Linked DNA regions of Rattus norvegicus: region 1 is linked to region 2. A link is a contact called in public Hi-C data. All regions are on one chromosome and are shown on one strand. The core of a region is the stretch at or near the end of the contact, and the rest is flanking DNA. Distances in the headings are between cores, read along the strand shown. Region 1 overlaps Pakap (paralemmin A kinase anchor protein). Region 2 has its middle 190 kb from the start of Pakap.

Region 1 (3,666 bases), core at 740-3,239, 230 kb before region 2:
TTCTCTGCCTTTGCTTTCTGTCCTCAGTGGCTAGCATTTTTAATAACATTATGTCTAAAAGAATGAACCATCTAAAGACGGCGCGCACTTCCGGCGTACGATTTTGGCTAGCGACTGCAGAATCTGTCTTGGAGTTACACGTTCCCTTGGTAGTTTTTAAGCATCCCTATAAGCCATGAGACAACTCCATCTTTTTACCTGTGCCCACTACTTACTAGTGAGTAAGCTTTTCCCTAAAGTCACACTAGCCTAATTTAAAGAAAACAAAACAAAACAAAACAAAAAAGCCAAGATAGTGTGTGGAGTGTGCATATAAGTATTGTGGAGTCGCTACTCATTAGAATAACATATTAGATCTTATAACATAATAACATAAAAACAAAAATGAATTTTAGCAAGGTATGATTTAATTATTGCTTGTAAGAAATAGCTTAAAAATAAAGGAAAAATAATGAAGGCTGGTTAGTTCTTCTTTTTCTTCCTCCTTCCCCTTCCATGCCTTCTCCCCCTCCTCCCACCTCCCCTTCCTGGCCAGAAATGAAACATTTTCTCATTCAGAAACTCAGGGCACCCGATTAGTGAACGTCCTTATCATATTGCTTGAAATGACAGAAAGAATGAAGCCGGTGTCCTCTGTGGTACACGAGGCACGGACAGAAAGCATGAGAATAAATAGGGTGTGTACTAAATGTCAAATTATCAATACAAAACTGCTGGAAACTTCACGACTGTCACTCATGCAAATGCCATAGTTCAGTCAGCTTGACATCAGGAATACTGCATCAGCCCTGTGTCTTCCCTGTGCCTTTTCATAAAAAAAGAAAACTGTCACTCACTCCTGAAGTCGACAGGCAGCTACAGAGGAAATACTGTACACCCATGTGTCACGGTCAACACACCACACACACACACACACACACACACACACACACACCCCACGCTGGCATATATTTACTCACCAACATACATGCCTTATACAAGCACACAAAGGCATACACACCATCTTTAGGATTTGTAGCTGATTCCACATGTGTACTTAAATTTCTATGCTATATTTTTCTCTCTGTCGTCCTGGAAAACACTGGTTGTTCAGCAAAAATAATCTCCCTTCCTTCCTTCCTTTCCCATTCTTTGTCTCTCTCGCCCCTTTCTCTTCCTATCTCCATGCGTTTAAGGTTGCCTTTCTCAGATCCAAAACAGCTCATCCTATGCCACAGCCACCTCTAAGGCCCACTTTAAAATAGAAAATAGTTACAAACACCTTATTTCTGGTCATCTACCTTCCTGAAGGCAGAGTCTGCCCCCTTTTATTTTCAATTATTGCCATTCTAAAAATACCCCTACCATCTTGAACCAAGCCGTTCAAATGTGTACAGGTTTTATCCCGTGTCCCTGTTCCCCCATCCCATCATAAAAATAGTCATTGCTCACTAAATATACTTTTCATATGAAGAAACGTAACCGTGAAAGTGTGTTTCCCTAAACTGATCAGTCAACGATAAAAGCAGACAAGGTCCTAAAGCTAATAACCCTTTTGGTTTGGCTCTCTCCCCCACCGTCCTCAACCTCCTGCTGTAGGATAGATTGCGTCTGCAACGTGAAGAGATATTGCCTTAAAAATACAGACTTTATATATATTGTGACCATTAGGTGCTCCCAATTTCAAATGATTACATATAAGAGAGATCGAATCCTTGTTGCCTCCTTTTGGGGCAACTATGGAAAGGAACACCATTTGTTTTTATGGCTGCTGGAGAAAATGGAGTCAACCCAACACTTCTGATGCCTTGACGGAGAAAGGGGTGGGAAGCTGGTGGAGGGGTAGCCTGTGTGCTGTAGGCTGCACCAGGCTGGGGCCTGTTGGTTGCCTTGGAATGGCCTGTTTGCTCCTCCGTAACGCCCAGCCGAGGCTGGCTTCAGTTCTGCCTGCAGCAACTACGTGGACTTGCTTGTCCCGTCTGTGTCCCTTTGGATCAGTTGTGGAATGGTCCAAAGCCAAGGCTTTCTTTGAGTCACAAAGACACCCTTTCTCCTCTGCCCCGTCTCAGAGTTTGATGGGTGAACTTCCTGTTCGCTTCGCTTTGCTTTTTTGTGTTTCGTTTTGTTTTATTATCATTGTGTATTGCAGCTTCTGGTCTACATGAGGGTTATTGAGTTTGTATGCACTTTAATAAGTAGTCTATTAAAATGCGTCTGATTCAATAATTTCTTGGTTTCTTTGCGGAAACTCTTTGGCCAAGGAGTTTCCTGGGCTGAAGGAAGTTTATTCATTGTCCTCCTCCTCCTGGTTGGCATAAATCCCTGCCTCCCAGCGCAAGGCCAGAGCACTCTTCCTTCGATTAACCCGAGTGGCCTCCAGGACCTGAAAAGAGATGGGGAGGAAAATTAGCACAGAGTCCACATGAACCAACTTCTGTTTCTTCCCTCTGCTCTATTCGCTCATTCAACACCCTGACAACGGTGACACAGGCTCTCGTATTGCTGGGGGTAGGTGATGAGTAGCAGAGACCGGACAAAGGGGCGGGACAGGTGACTTAATTTCAAAGCCAAAATCCACATACTACCTGGTGCATGATTTCCAATGTCCTTTTTCTCTCTCACAGGTTTACAAGTTTCTTTAAACGAGACTTGACTCTGCCTCAGGTGTCTTTGGTTTTGGCTTTGCAGTGCTGGAGGCTGAACCCGGAGCATTGAGCATGCTGGACAAACACACTACAGCTGAGTTCCACCCGTATCCCACAGCTGAATATTCTAAAGTCACACTCTCTCTCTCCAAGCTGCCCGGTCCTGTTACGCTGTGCCACCCAAAATGGCAGCCGCTCTCCACATGTGGCCAGTAGGCCTTTGAAGTTTGCAGTCAGACAGCTGAGAAACATTCCATTTTAGTGAATTTTAATTTAAATTTAAATAGCTCCCCTCCTGAGGCTAGCAACCACCGTTTTGAACAGCACAACTACGGACCCCCTTAGCTGCCTCTTAACTAAAGTTGGGGAAGGAGTGTCAAACCATGGGCCAGTGTGGAGCTGATGATGCAGCAGGTCTGCAAACCCACATGACACTGGGAAAATATTTATATCACAAGAATCTACCACAGTGGAATGAAACACAAACGGCCACCAAGTGAGGGAACGGGGAAGCTTTTAGGACAGTGAAAAGCCGCCGTCGCTCTGGTGTGTGCGTCATCGAGGTCATGAACACTACTAATAAATTAAACTAATAAATTAAAGGGGGCAACATTGAGGCCAGGTAGGCTCACGCCCAGAAGGTGGGACACCCCTCCCCCGTCTATTACAGACGTCTGTGGGCTCCTGAGAGAAGACCAGTCAGGAGACAGTCAGGCCGCCAGTCCCAGTTTTAGTTCGGATAGGATGGATCTAGATGAAAGGCACAGAAGAGGCCAGACATGAGACGGTTCCAGTCAGCCACTGGAACAAGTGCAAGCTCATGCACGCCAGGCACTCTGGCATTCACTTAGGGCACAGAGTCTCTAACTTCAGAGGAAAGTCCTGGTTGGTTTTTCCGAGCCACAACTGAACACTGTGGTTTCTTCTAAAAATTATTATTTAGGCATTGGGCAGTGATGTTGCCCACTCCAGAGAGGTAGGAAGATGCCATTCGGAAGCACGTGCTGGGCTGGGCTGAAGGACTGAGGTCCATGCCAGCATG
Region 2 (3,861 bases), core at 1,058-3,557:
TAGGAGTCCTGCTCGGGGAGACAGCCGTGCTTCCAAGACTGGAATGGAGAGATGACTCAGCGGTTAAGAGCACCGACTGCTCTTCCAGAGGTCCTGAGTTCAATTCCCAGCAACCACATGGTGGCTCACAACCATCTGTAATGGAATCCAATGCCCTCTTCTGGTGTGTCTGAAGATAGCTACAGTGTACTCACATAAATAAAACAAATAAATCTTAAAAAAAACCCCAAAAGAATTATATTAAAAAAAACTGATGTGGGGCTGGAGAGATGGCTCAGTGCTCGGGGCACTGTTATTCTTCCAGAGGATCCAGGTTCAAGCCCCAGTACCCATATGGTGGCTCACCATCATCTCAAACTCCAATTCCAAAGGATCCATCCTTGTCTGGTCTCTGTGGACACACACACACGGCATCCATAAAAGCAATACTCATTTAAATAAAAGCAAATAAAGATTAAAAAAAGAATTTGACTCTTTCATTGAAAGAAATGATTATTTAGGTGTCCAACAAAAGTGATGGTAAAATTAGCCGATAGTCTCTGAATTTATCACGAGCTAGAGAGTATAGGACGGATAGGCATGGCTCAGGTTTTTACCGTTATAACCTATACCTGACTGAGGCTGAGATTGAGGCTGTCAGTGGCGAAACTGCTATGAGCTGCCATCCCTAAGATACAGAGCTGGGTTTGCTGGAGCCTGGAAAATCAACTTCCACTCAATACAATCCTGTTTCCTAAGAAGAAATGAAGCTTTCCTGCTGTAAAGGTCTACAGTTCCTCCTCGCTCTGGGATAGAATCGAGTCCTTCCAATTCTTTAAAGGCACAGAACGATGCTGGATGAGGAGGGAGCTGATTGGAACCTCTGCCCACACCATATCTTTCCTCGGCTTGACTGTTCATTGGAGCACAAGTAGATTTGGGTACCACCCCACCTTGGAAGCATGAACAGCGCGGTGCTACGGGCTGCCTCCACAATGCATGGAAGAGTGTTCACCCCCAGCCAGAGCTCACACTGTACTGCTGAAAGTTGCTTTGAGAAAGGAGCCCTTTCCGCCTGTGGCCATGTGCACCATGTGGGGGTGGGGGTGGGGGTTCCATGAGCTGCCGGACAAACAGGGTCTCTGCCATTTGAGCCCTAGAAGGGAGGATGCTGACCATTCGGAAAGCATAGATGGCATGCTCATTGTACCGGGGCCAGAGCCTCAGAAAGGGTTAGAGTTGGGGGCGGAGGAAGGAGATAAGCGGCTAGGTAAATCCAAATAGACTTTTCCGAAGGAAACTTAGTCAGAGCTTTTGGGTGTTCCTAACCATGTTTTCCGTGTTTGACATCACTGGGTGACAGTTCTTTTTCTGTGGAGAAGTTTGTCTCTCTGCTGGGACAATTCCAAAGTTATTCTAAGAGTTCCTGCACAGAGCAGATCAAGCCAATCAGGAAGCTCCTCCGAATGGGCTCAGCCCAGCAAGGTTGTTTCCCACTCGGACACTTCCGGGCATTGTTCTGTAGCTTGTTCTCAGAGGCCAAACTCTGGGCCCCGCCCCTCGCCTCAGAAGCTGGGGGCTCGTGGCCCAGCTGTGGCCCAGCTGTGGGTGCCCTGTACAAGACTCAGGGACCAGACACCAGGCAAGGTGGGGAAAAGCTTGTAACGAAACCCCAGCTCCGAGCCCGGGTGAGCAAAGCAGAAATAATGATTAATTAAATGATAATGATAATGAAATAAATGGGGTTGCCCAGTGTCTAGAATTTGTATTTGTTCAGCAAGACCTTGGATTTTTCCCTTCTCAGCACACTTTCTTGTCAGACTAGTTCCAATAGCAGCCGGACTGTCCAAGACCCACAGGGCCCCTCGACACTCGACAGCAGGTAGCCCATTCTCCACTCTGGAGATTTAAGGTGAAGTGTTAGAGCATAAATCTGAACTTCAAGCCTGTAACTTAAAAATCTCCCAAGGACTAAAATTGTCTCAACTTCACGAGTTCCCACTACAAGGACAATAAGCCCCACCTAAGACGCTTCTCAACGCCGTCATCGGGCCAGAGCCGGAAACACCTGGAGGAACAGTCTGCAAACTCAGGCTTCTCTTCCAGTGGTCGAAATGCCCAGCAATGCATCCTGCAAAGGCTGTAGACACATCTCAGCTCAACACTGCTGGCCTCCTTGGAGCCTCTCTGACATTTCTGTCATTTTTACCCGCTCACAGATACAACAGAAATATACTGTCTTTGAAATGCCAGAGAGAAGGCCCTCTAGAGTTTTTCGCTGCTGCTTGGGGGTTTTGAGGTGGAAGCAGCTCGCCCTGGCTCAGACTCATGAGTGCCTCCTAGTGGCTACATCATGTAAAGGCTCAGGGATGGACTGGCTTTCAGTGAGGCCCGCTGGTCTGTGGTTTCGGTTTTCTCCTTTTAAGTCAGCAGAGATGACCACTATCTTACCATATTTATTATGGTGTTTTGAAACAACTATTATGATGAAAATGCTATTCTGAGAAAGGTGTAGATTTCTGGAACTTTCATCCCACACGCTCTGTAGGAATAAAGTTTCCCTCACATCGGGAACTCCCCAGTGGAAACTTCCAGATGCAAAATGATTCATGTGTAGGGATCGAAGCCAAAATGAATGGCACTCCTGAAGCCAAATTAGAGTTTTTGTTAACACGTGAGTTCAGAGCCAAAGGAAAACAATGGTGCTTAAGATTTCTCCTGTACTGTGCTAGACATGTAGCTCGGTGGCAGAAACACTTGCCCAGTGTTTGTGAGAACCCGACTTCCATTCCAGAACTGGAAAAATCAAAACAAAACCAGTTATCTACAGACTTAAGCTTTTAATCAAAGCCTTCTGTCAGAGACAACCTGATAGACCATTTGAAATGCAAGTACTGGGACAGAGACGGAGACTGAAAATTCTTTTTTTGTTTGTTTGTTTGTTTGTTTGTTGTTGTTGTTTTAAGACTGAAAATCTTTTCCAGAAATGCTTGAAGCATTTTGAATTTCAGTTTCTGTTTTGCAGAGTCTCTCGTGGCCTGGTGTGGCCTTGTATTCACAGTGTTGCAAGCGGGCCTTGACCTTCCAATACTCTTGCCTCCACGGACCAAGTGCTGGTGGTACAGGCATTCGCCATGACCCCTGGCTTACTGTAGGCTTCAGGGTTTGGGATTCTTGAACATGGGTAAGAGGATTCCCCAAAGATGGGTTGAGCATCTTAATCACATTCTACATACGCTTCCTTCACATAGCCTGATGCTAATTTTACACATTCACTATTTTAAATCATTTTGTCCATAAAACAAAGGCCCTTGGTATGAAATTCTCCATTTGTGGTACTCTGATAACACTTTAAGGAGGTTCCAGCTTTGGAGCATTTCAGATTTGGGATTTGGAGAATTAAGAATGCAAAAACTATAGGGCATAGTGTGCCAAAACTGTGTAATATATACATATATATGTATACATGTGTGTGTGTGTGTGTGTGTGTGTGTGTGTGTGTGTGTGCGCGCGCACTGTTCACTGACTCCCTCCTGCCTCTGCTTTCTCAATAGGGGTACAGGTGGTCATCAGCACAGCCAGCTCTATTACAATAGACATCCTTACTTGGCTCACTTCTTCCTATATGCCCTGGACACTGTCATCTTCATATTGTTGGGTCTACTCCAGAAGTCCCCTCCCTGTTCTCTGACATTCCCATCTCCTGAAACTTCCATCACCTGCTGAGAGCACAGGGAAGCCTCAGTACAATTCCGGCCACAGCAGAGTCTAAGGCAGACTAAACTCGGCTTGTAACTAAGACAGGTGCCTGGGCGTGGAAGGTCTCCTGCAGAGGCCATGACCTGGGACCAGCAATACATGGTTTTGTGTGAGGGGACAGAT

What was found. Hi-C and Micro-C count contacts between places; a contact is called where the count stands out from the background.
Region 1: a Hi-C map of Schwann cells shows a contact between it and region 2, with 9 times the contacts expected there. The contact joins two enhancer-like sites. A contact is called at or near these places in 10 of 12 Hi-C or Micro-C datasets (the A7r5 cell line, the Rat2 cell line, Schwann cells and 6 more) and 1 of 1 datasets of contacts at active chromatin or transcription factors (oligodendrocytes).

Annotation. Positions count from the first base shown.
Region 1 is chr5:77,438,209-77,441,874 of GRCr8, reverse strand. It overlaps Pakap (paralemmin A kinase anchor protein), which reads right to left. Exons shown (of 5, transcript NM_001309260.1): 5 at 1-2,362. The coding sequence ends at 2,264. Among named protein-coding and RNA genes, the nearest start is that of C5h9orf152, 23 kb to the left of the region's middle. Within about 2 kb of position 1,989, at least 4 of the 93 cell types and tissues checked have an H3K27ac peak or open chromatin away from gene starts, as enhancers often do. A contact at or near this core is called in Schwann cells, where this site is marked.
Region 2 is chr5:77,207,662-77,211,522 of GRCr8, reverse strand. It overlaps a transcript of Pakap not described here. Among named protein-coding and RNA genes, the nearest start is that of Pakap, 190 kb to the left of the region's middle. Within about 2 kb of position 2,307, at least 31 of the 93 cell types and tissues checked have an H3K27ac peak or open chromatin away from gene starts, as enhancers often do. A contact at or near this core is called in Schwann cells, where this site is marked.